Regions from separate parts of the Sus scrofa genome. Here region 2 is linked to region 1. A link is a contact called in public HiChIP or PLAC-seq data. All regions are on one chromosome and are shown on one strand. Each heading gives the region's core, a stretch centred on a gene start, on an enhancer-like site or on the middle of the called end of the contact. The rest is flanking DNA. Distances are from core to core; before and after follow the strand shown.

Region 1 (3,316 bases), core at 671-3,170:
AGGCAAGTTGTTTAAGCCTCAGTTTCCTAACCTGTAAATGGAATAAACAGAAAAATATATCTTCCTCATGAGACCACTGTGGTGGTAATGACAGACCAGAACAGGCCTGCCACATAGTAGGTGCTCTGTGAAGCCAGGCTGCTAGAGTTTATTATCCCCATTTCCTATGAGGCAGGCCATGGACTGAGGGTTCCATAACAATCCTATGATGAAGGGAGAATAAGCCCATTTGACAGACAGGAAAACTGAGGCATATTTTGCCTAAAGTCACTTGTTCATGGCTGGGATTTGAATCCAGATATGTCTGCCTCCAAATCAAACATCTTGTATTTCCTGCTTATGCCTGGCTACTTCCTCCAGGAATTGTGTTCCTTAATAAAATTATGACAACAGGGAGGAATTTCCACCACCACCTGTCTATCCTCTGTATCTCCTCACAGAGCCGCCTCATGACATCACAGCAACCTCTGCTTAAGTGAGTTTGTGAGGTCTTTTCTGAAGCCCTGTCTCATATCTCTGACGTGTCTCACGTCAGGGACATGAGAATAAGGGACAGTAGGAAGGCAGGAAGACAGGACTCAGAGGAGGGCACAAAATATGGTGGCTCCAAAAAAACACAGGGAGCTACCAGGGCCCAGGCTCAGGTGGAGGCAGAGGGAGGGGCAATCCAGATGTCCCCTCCCCCTACACACCCCTCCTTCTCTGTCCTGGGTTCAGCCTGAAAGCGGCCACCCTGTGCTTTGCAAACCCCCACAGGACTTCAGGCCACTGCTGCACAGGCCTCCAGCCCCCAGGGCCAGAAGGAAAGAAAGTTACCACATCCTTCCTCAGTCTTGCAGCTGGCTGGCCAGTGACACCTTCCCAGCAGCCACTCCCTTCAGGGCGGCCCTCAGGAGGGGACCTCGTTCCTTGGCCCTGTCAATCAATAAAAGGACTTTTCTTCCTTACCTTGGTTCCTCCTCACAGATAAAGTGAAATGATTCACCTGGGGTCCCCCAGCTTCCACAGGCCACTCCTCGGCATGGCAGCCACACGTCAGGCCAGTGGCAGAGGAATTCAGGAGGCACATGAAGGTCATAGAACCGTCAATAAGCCCTGGGTCAGGTGCTTCCTGTTGTGTCCAATGTTCCTCCTCCTCACAGACAAGGGAGGGAGCTGGCCTTCGGGGGAGCACAGCAGTGCTTTCCCACATTGGGAGCTGGGAGCTGAGATCTACTGAGGTGTTTTGGTGGGACTTGACAACTTCCCAGCAGTTTGACTTGACTTGGCAGCTTGACCTGGCCCTGGGGCTTCCAAAGAGCGATCAGCAAAGCTCTGGGGTCCTACTGAGATATATTAGGGGTGCCACGGGCATAAGACAGGGCCCAGGCTGACCCCAACCAGGACAGAGCTCCAAGGTCAAAAATGACAGCTGAAATCATTTTGAACCATCATAGGAAACACCTTTTCAGGCAAGATTCACTCATGGAGACTAGATTCAAGGGGAAATTTTGATGAGGTGCAACATATTTGTACAAGGCCTTTAAATATCACCCAGATTGCTCATTAGTTACAAGAGAAAAATATGTAACTATTCAGTAGAAAAATCAGGCACCTTGACTGGGTGATCAAAATTATCACTAGTGAGAGGCAGATGGAGGCTGTGTCTCTAGATGAGATGCCCTGAGAAGGATCTAGTATCACCTCTGCAGTTCTTTGGCTGAGACAACATAACCTCAATCTAATTATGAGGAAACCACAGACAAAAACCAAATGAGGAATATTCTATTAAAAACCTGGGGAGGGGGTTCCCGTCGCGGATCAGTGGAAACAAGTCTGACTAGCATCCATGAGGGTGTAGGTTCAATCCCTGACCTCATTCAGTGGGTTAAGGATCCTGGGATTGCAGTGAGCTGTGGTGTAGATTGCAGACCCGACAGATCCTGTGTTGCTATGGCTCTGGCATAGGCCTGTGGCTACAGCTCTGATTTGACTCCTAGCCTGGGAACCTCCATTTGCCATGGGTGCAGCCCTAAAAAGACAAAAAAAAAAAAAAAAAGCTGGGGAGGACTGCATACTTCAAAAATATCCACATCATGAAAGGTAACAGCTGTGGAAACATTTCAGATTAAAGGAGACTTAGAGACATGTATGCAATATCCATCCCTACCCTGGGAGTAACATATGATTAAAGGATATTAATGGGTCTAATGACAAAATCAGCATTGAATTTACTGAAGTTGATAACTGTACTATGATTAATGAGAGAATATGCTTATTTTTAGGAAATACACACTGAAGTATTTAGGGGGAAGGGGCCATGATAACTAACTCTCCAAAGACATGAAAAAAAAAAAAAAGGAAAAAACAACCTTATGTATATATTACAGAGAGAAGGTGCTCAAAAGATAAGCCAAAGGGTCAATCTGAGCAGAGTACATGGGTCTTCTTTGGACTATACTTATTCTTGAAACTTTTCTCTATGTTTGAAATTATTTCCAAATAAAGTTTTTAAAAACTGAAAAGCACTGTCACCTAGAACATTTAGCCCCCAGGCTATAGAAACACGAACATGGGGAGGGTGAGACTGGAGGGCCTGGCTGAGTTTAGCGAACACAGAGCACTGTGGGAGGGGAGGCAGTTTAAAGGACTGGTGATGCCCTGATCAACCACCACCTACCCTCTGCTTCAGTGAAGCCATGGAGCTGGTCCCCATACCAACAAACAGGCTTGCAGCAGAGTTCTGTAAGAAGGGATTTATTGCCAAACCTCAAGAAAGGCGCTTATAAGCAGAAAACATGGAATGCCATACTCCTCAAGGAGACAGCCAAGTAGCCCCTACTATTCCAGAACTTCCTCCCCTCCCCTGGAACCTGGCTTCCCCTCCTTGGGTGCAGTCTGCCAAGGTATGGGATCCCCATAGGAACAAATGGCATTAGGCCACCGAGATGATCCTAGAGAAACTTGCTCAGTCTAGTCACTTATAAGGGGAGGTAATTGAGCCTCTAGTCCCTGGACAGATGACTTGGCTAAAGCCCCAGCCAAGCTGCTGGTGAGGGAAGGCTATTTCCCCAAGGAAGATTGCAGGGGGGGGCCATGTGACTGTGGGCACGTGGTGACATTCTTGCTCTCCTACTGGAAACAGACGGAGAGACAGGCATACTGTGGCAAAGAAGCTTAGTCTGTTCAAGGGATGTGGTTTGGGGAGGCCAGTGGGGTATCACAAGCCATGATACTGCTGCTTCCCCCGACCCCTGCCTGGTACAAAGGGGACTCCTACCTCTCCTGATCCCAACCCACTACCCTCAAGAACCAACTAGAAACAGAATAAAGAAGG
Region 2 (3,109 bases), core at 55-2,554, 140 kb after region 1:
TACCACTTCAATTTTTGACTTAGTTTGGCAGCTCCAACCCATCTTCCATCCCTGATTTATCATCATCCAAAAACCAAAAGCACATTGTTTGTCAAGTAGAGGTCCTGAGACGGCTCTATGTGGCACTTTTGTGACATGGGGCTGTTTTCAGCTGGAGTCAGAGTGACCTTTGATCTGGAATGATTGTGACCACCCTTTCTTTGAAGCCATCCTTAATTCCCTAGTTGCTTTCTCTGTGGCCTCCCTCAGATTGAGCACTTACCTCATAGTATGATGGCCTCTCTGTGTCCCTCCCTCGGATCAGATTGTGACATCCAAGGCAGGAACTTTGCCTAGTTGATCACTGAGTATTCCTGGACTCTACCACATGCCTGAAGCACATAGTAAGTAGCTGCTCAAAAATTACTTGTTGACTAAATGAATGAATGGCGTTTGAGGTGACAGTAACCCATTATGATCTGAGATAACGTGACCTCTCTTGTGAGTTGACTGTGAACAGAGTCAAAAGCTGATTTTGTTGAAGTGCCTGTGATTGCAGCCTGCAGTGACTGTGATCTGAGGGGTCTGCATACCAGTGATTGTGACCTGTTGGCACTGATCTGTGATAAGGACCAGCAGGGATAGTGACTGTCGATTAGTAATCTTGCATGACTGTGATATGAAGTGCTTGTAAACATGGCAGTGTTGGTGCCTTCCACCACTACTGTCAGGTGACTATGATCCTGATCCACAGCCACTTGGCATTAGATGACCACCAGCCCGTGTAAGGCCTTAACCCTTGGCCTGAGATATGTTTTTAAGGTGAAGATATTGCTGATCTTAGCTGACAGTTTAAGTTATTGATCTGCACTGTGAGCGGAGGTAATGGAGATCTCAGGGCTTGGCCTTAGCCTAGAATGACACTAATATATGTGTATTAATCTTAGATTAACGATTTTGTTTTGTTTAATAGCTTCCCAGGGCCTATAAGTGTCACAGCCCTGCTAAACCCCACGCAAACAAGGGTGAAGCCAATGCCCAATAAATTCTACTTGAAATGAAACATCCTACGGCTCGCCCAGCCATCTCCACCACGACACCGCCTGGGGCACGATCCCTTCTACACGCTGCTTCCCCTAAGGCCCTGGCGCTGCCCTGACTCCGCTACCGGCTTGACGCGCCTGCGCAGAGGCGGGGCGGTGCTTTGCCCTTTGTTGTGGGCCCCAGTTTCCCAGGACACCGCGCGGCGCTGGGGTGGGGCTATGTAGATGAGGCACTTGGGGGCGGGGCGGTTGCTGCAGCGTCGGCGGCGGCCGGGGAGGGTCAGTTGGAGGCAGGCGCTCGCTGAGGCAAGGAGGAGGGCTCTGGGCCCGCGGCCTGACAGGGACTTAGCCCGCACAGATCGGCCCCGCGCGCGCGCGCGTGACCCCACACCCACCCACTCATCCACCTACCCACTCCCTGCGCCGCCTCCTCCCACCCTGAGCAGAGCCGCCGAGGATGATAAACACCCAGGACAGGTAACGGCCCGGCCCAGGCTCCCCGCCCCCATCCTCCCCTCGTCTGCTCCAGAGGGCCTCCTCTCCCCACCACCCAGCGGGTCCCCGGCCCTCCTCCAGAGGGCACCATCAAGCCCCCACTGAGTCCCTTCCCTACTTCAGCCACCCCAGTCTGAGCCCCAGCCTCGCAGCTGGGCCTCCTTCCGTCCTTTAGCCCCCCTCCCTCCAGCCCGGCCCATCCCCCTCATCCGGGCTTCCTCCTCCCGTAAAAGCCCCCACAAACCGGGACCCAGTCTTCCAATCCAGTCCCTATTTCCTTTCTGCCCCACCGAACCGTGCTTTTTCTCTCATTCCTAATTCCCCAGATTGTTTCCCATCTCCCCAAATCTTCCTTCCCCTTTTAAGTCACTTCACCCTTCCCTCTGAATCCCCTTCCCTAATTCAAACTGCACCTTCCAACCAGACGCCTCTTTTATCACCCCCCCAAAGCTCCGTCCTTCAGTTCTCAACTGGACCCAGCCCCCCCACCTGTCACCCCCCTCCCCGGCCCCCACCTCCCCAGGCCTCGCAGTCTTTACAGTGATGCCTAGTCCTCCCCTTGGCCCCTCACTGCAGCTTCCTCTTTTCCCTCCAGCCCTCCCTCCACACCCTTTTCCCATTTGGGCCCATGCCCCCTGTCTCCCAATCTCATTCTTTTTATTTCTCAAACACTTTGGGTTTGACTCATGTTCTCCATCCTGTTCCCTAATGATGTCTTCCACCCAACACTCTTCTAAACACTCCTACCTTTTAACTACTTTTTCTCACTTTTTCTTATACTCTTCTCATCTTAACCGATCCGCATCGCTAGAATATTAGGTTACAGAATTCAGCCCACCCTGCGTTTTTCCCTATACCTCTTTCCCAGTACCTCCAGTGCTTTCAAATCAGTCCCCATACTTTGCTCACTGGACCTTTCATGTTTCCTCAAAACCCTACCCAGCCCTCCCTTATTAATTGGAGAGAAAGACTGCACATCTTTCTGAAACAGCTTGCTTCACATATGCTTACTTCACATGTACTTCTCCCCTGCCCAAACTAGGCAGAATTCATTATTCAGTTTCCCTCTCTCTACCTTTCCTCTTTTCCTCCAAAGTAGCCCTTGTCCTGCATTTATGCCTCAAGCATGTCCCATGTTTCTGTCCCTAAATCTTCAGTGAGAAATTGTTTCCTAATGTTCCAATTCTCTACAATTTTTAACCCCAGCTGCTGCTTATACATCAGAATGACTTTTATTTACAATTTGGGTTCTAATTCTCTTCCTCATTTTTCCCCAAAACTTGTTGCTGCCTGCTCCAAAATGAGTCTGAAGCTCATTAGTTTCCCCCTCCAGACCCTTTGTCTCCAGATTTGGCCTTATGGCTTCTGCTCCTCACTTGGGCCTCATTGTTTTGCAAGCAGATCCATTCCCTGCAAATCTTCCTTAAATTGTGCCATGGCCTATCCAAATCTGGGCTTTAGTTCCTCTTACAAACATAGCTCTTCTTACTGCTTTTCTTCACATAGAGATCTAACTACCACTCAAGTTTCCTTTCAAACTCAGGTGCCCTTCTTACAGAAATGGTCTCTAACTTGCCATTTCCCATTCCTTT

Evidence for each region. HiChIP or PLAC-seq counts read pairs in DNA pulled down with a chosen protein or histone mark.
Region 2: a contact with region 1 is called in an H3K27ac HiChIP or PLAC-seq map of skeletal muscle. The contact joins the promoter of OAZ2 here to the promoter of ANKDD1A in region 1. A contact is called at or near these places in 1 of 47 Hi-C or Micro-C datasets (skeletal muscle) and 2 of 2 datasets of contacts at active chromatin or transcription factors (alveolar macrophages and skeletal muscle).

Annotation. Positions count from the first base shown.
Region 1 is chr1:107,183,564-107,186,879 of Sscrofa11.1, forward strand. ANKDD1A (ankyrin repeat and death domain-containing protein 1A) reads right to left here and starts at 1,921. Exons shown (of 21, transcript XM_013992888.2): 1 at 949-1,921. It overlaps PLEKHO2 (pleckstrin homology domain-containing family O member 2), which reads right to left. Exons shown (of 6, transcript XM_013992891.2): 6 at 2,721-3,316.
Region 2 is chr1:107,323,921-107,327,029 of Sscrofa11.1, forward strand. OAZ2 (ornithine decarboxylase antizyme 2) reads left to right here and starts at 1,305. Exons shown (of 5, transcript NM_001301326.1): 1 at 1,305-1,499. The coding sequence starts at 1,480.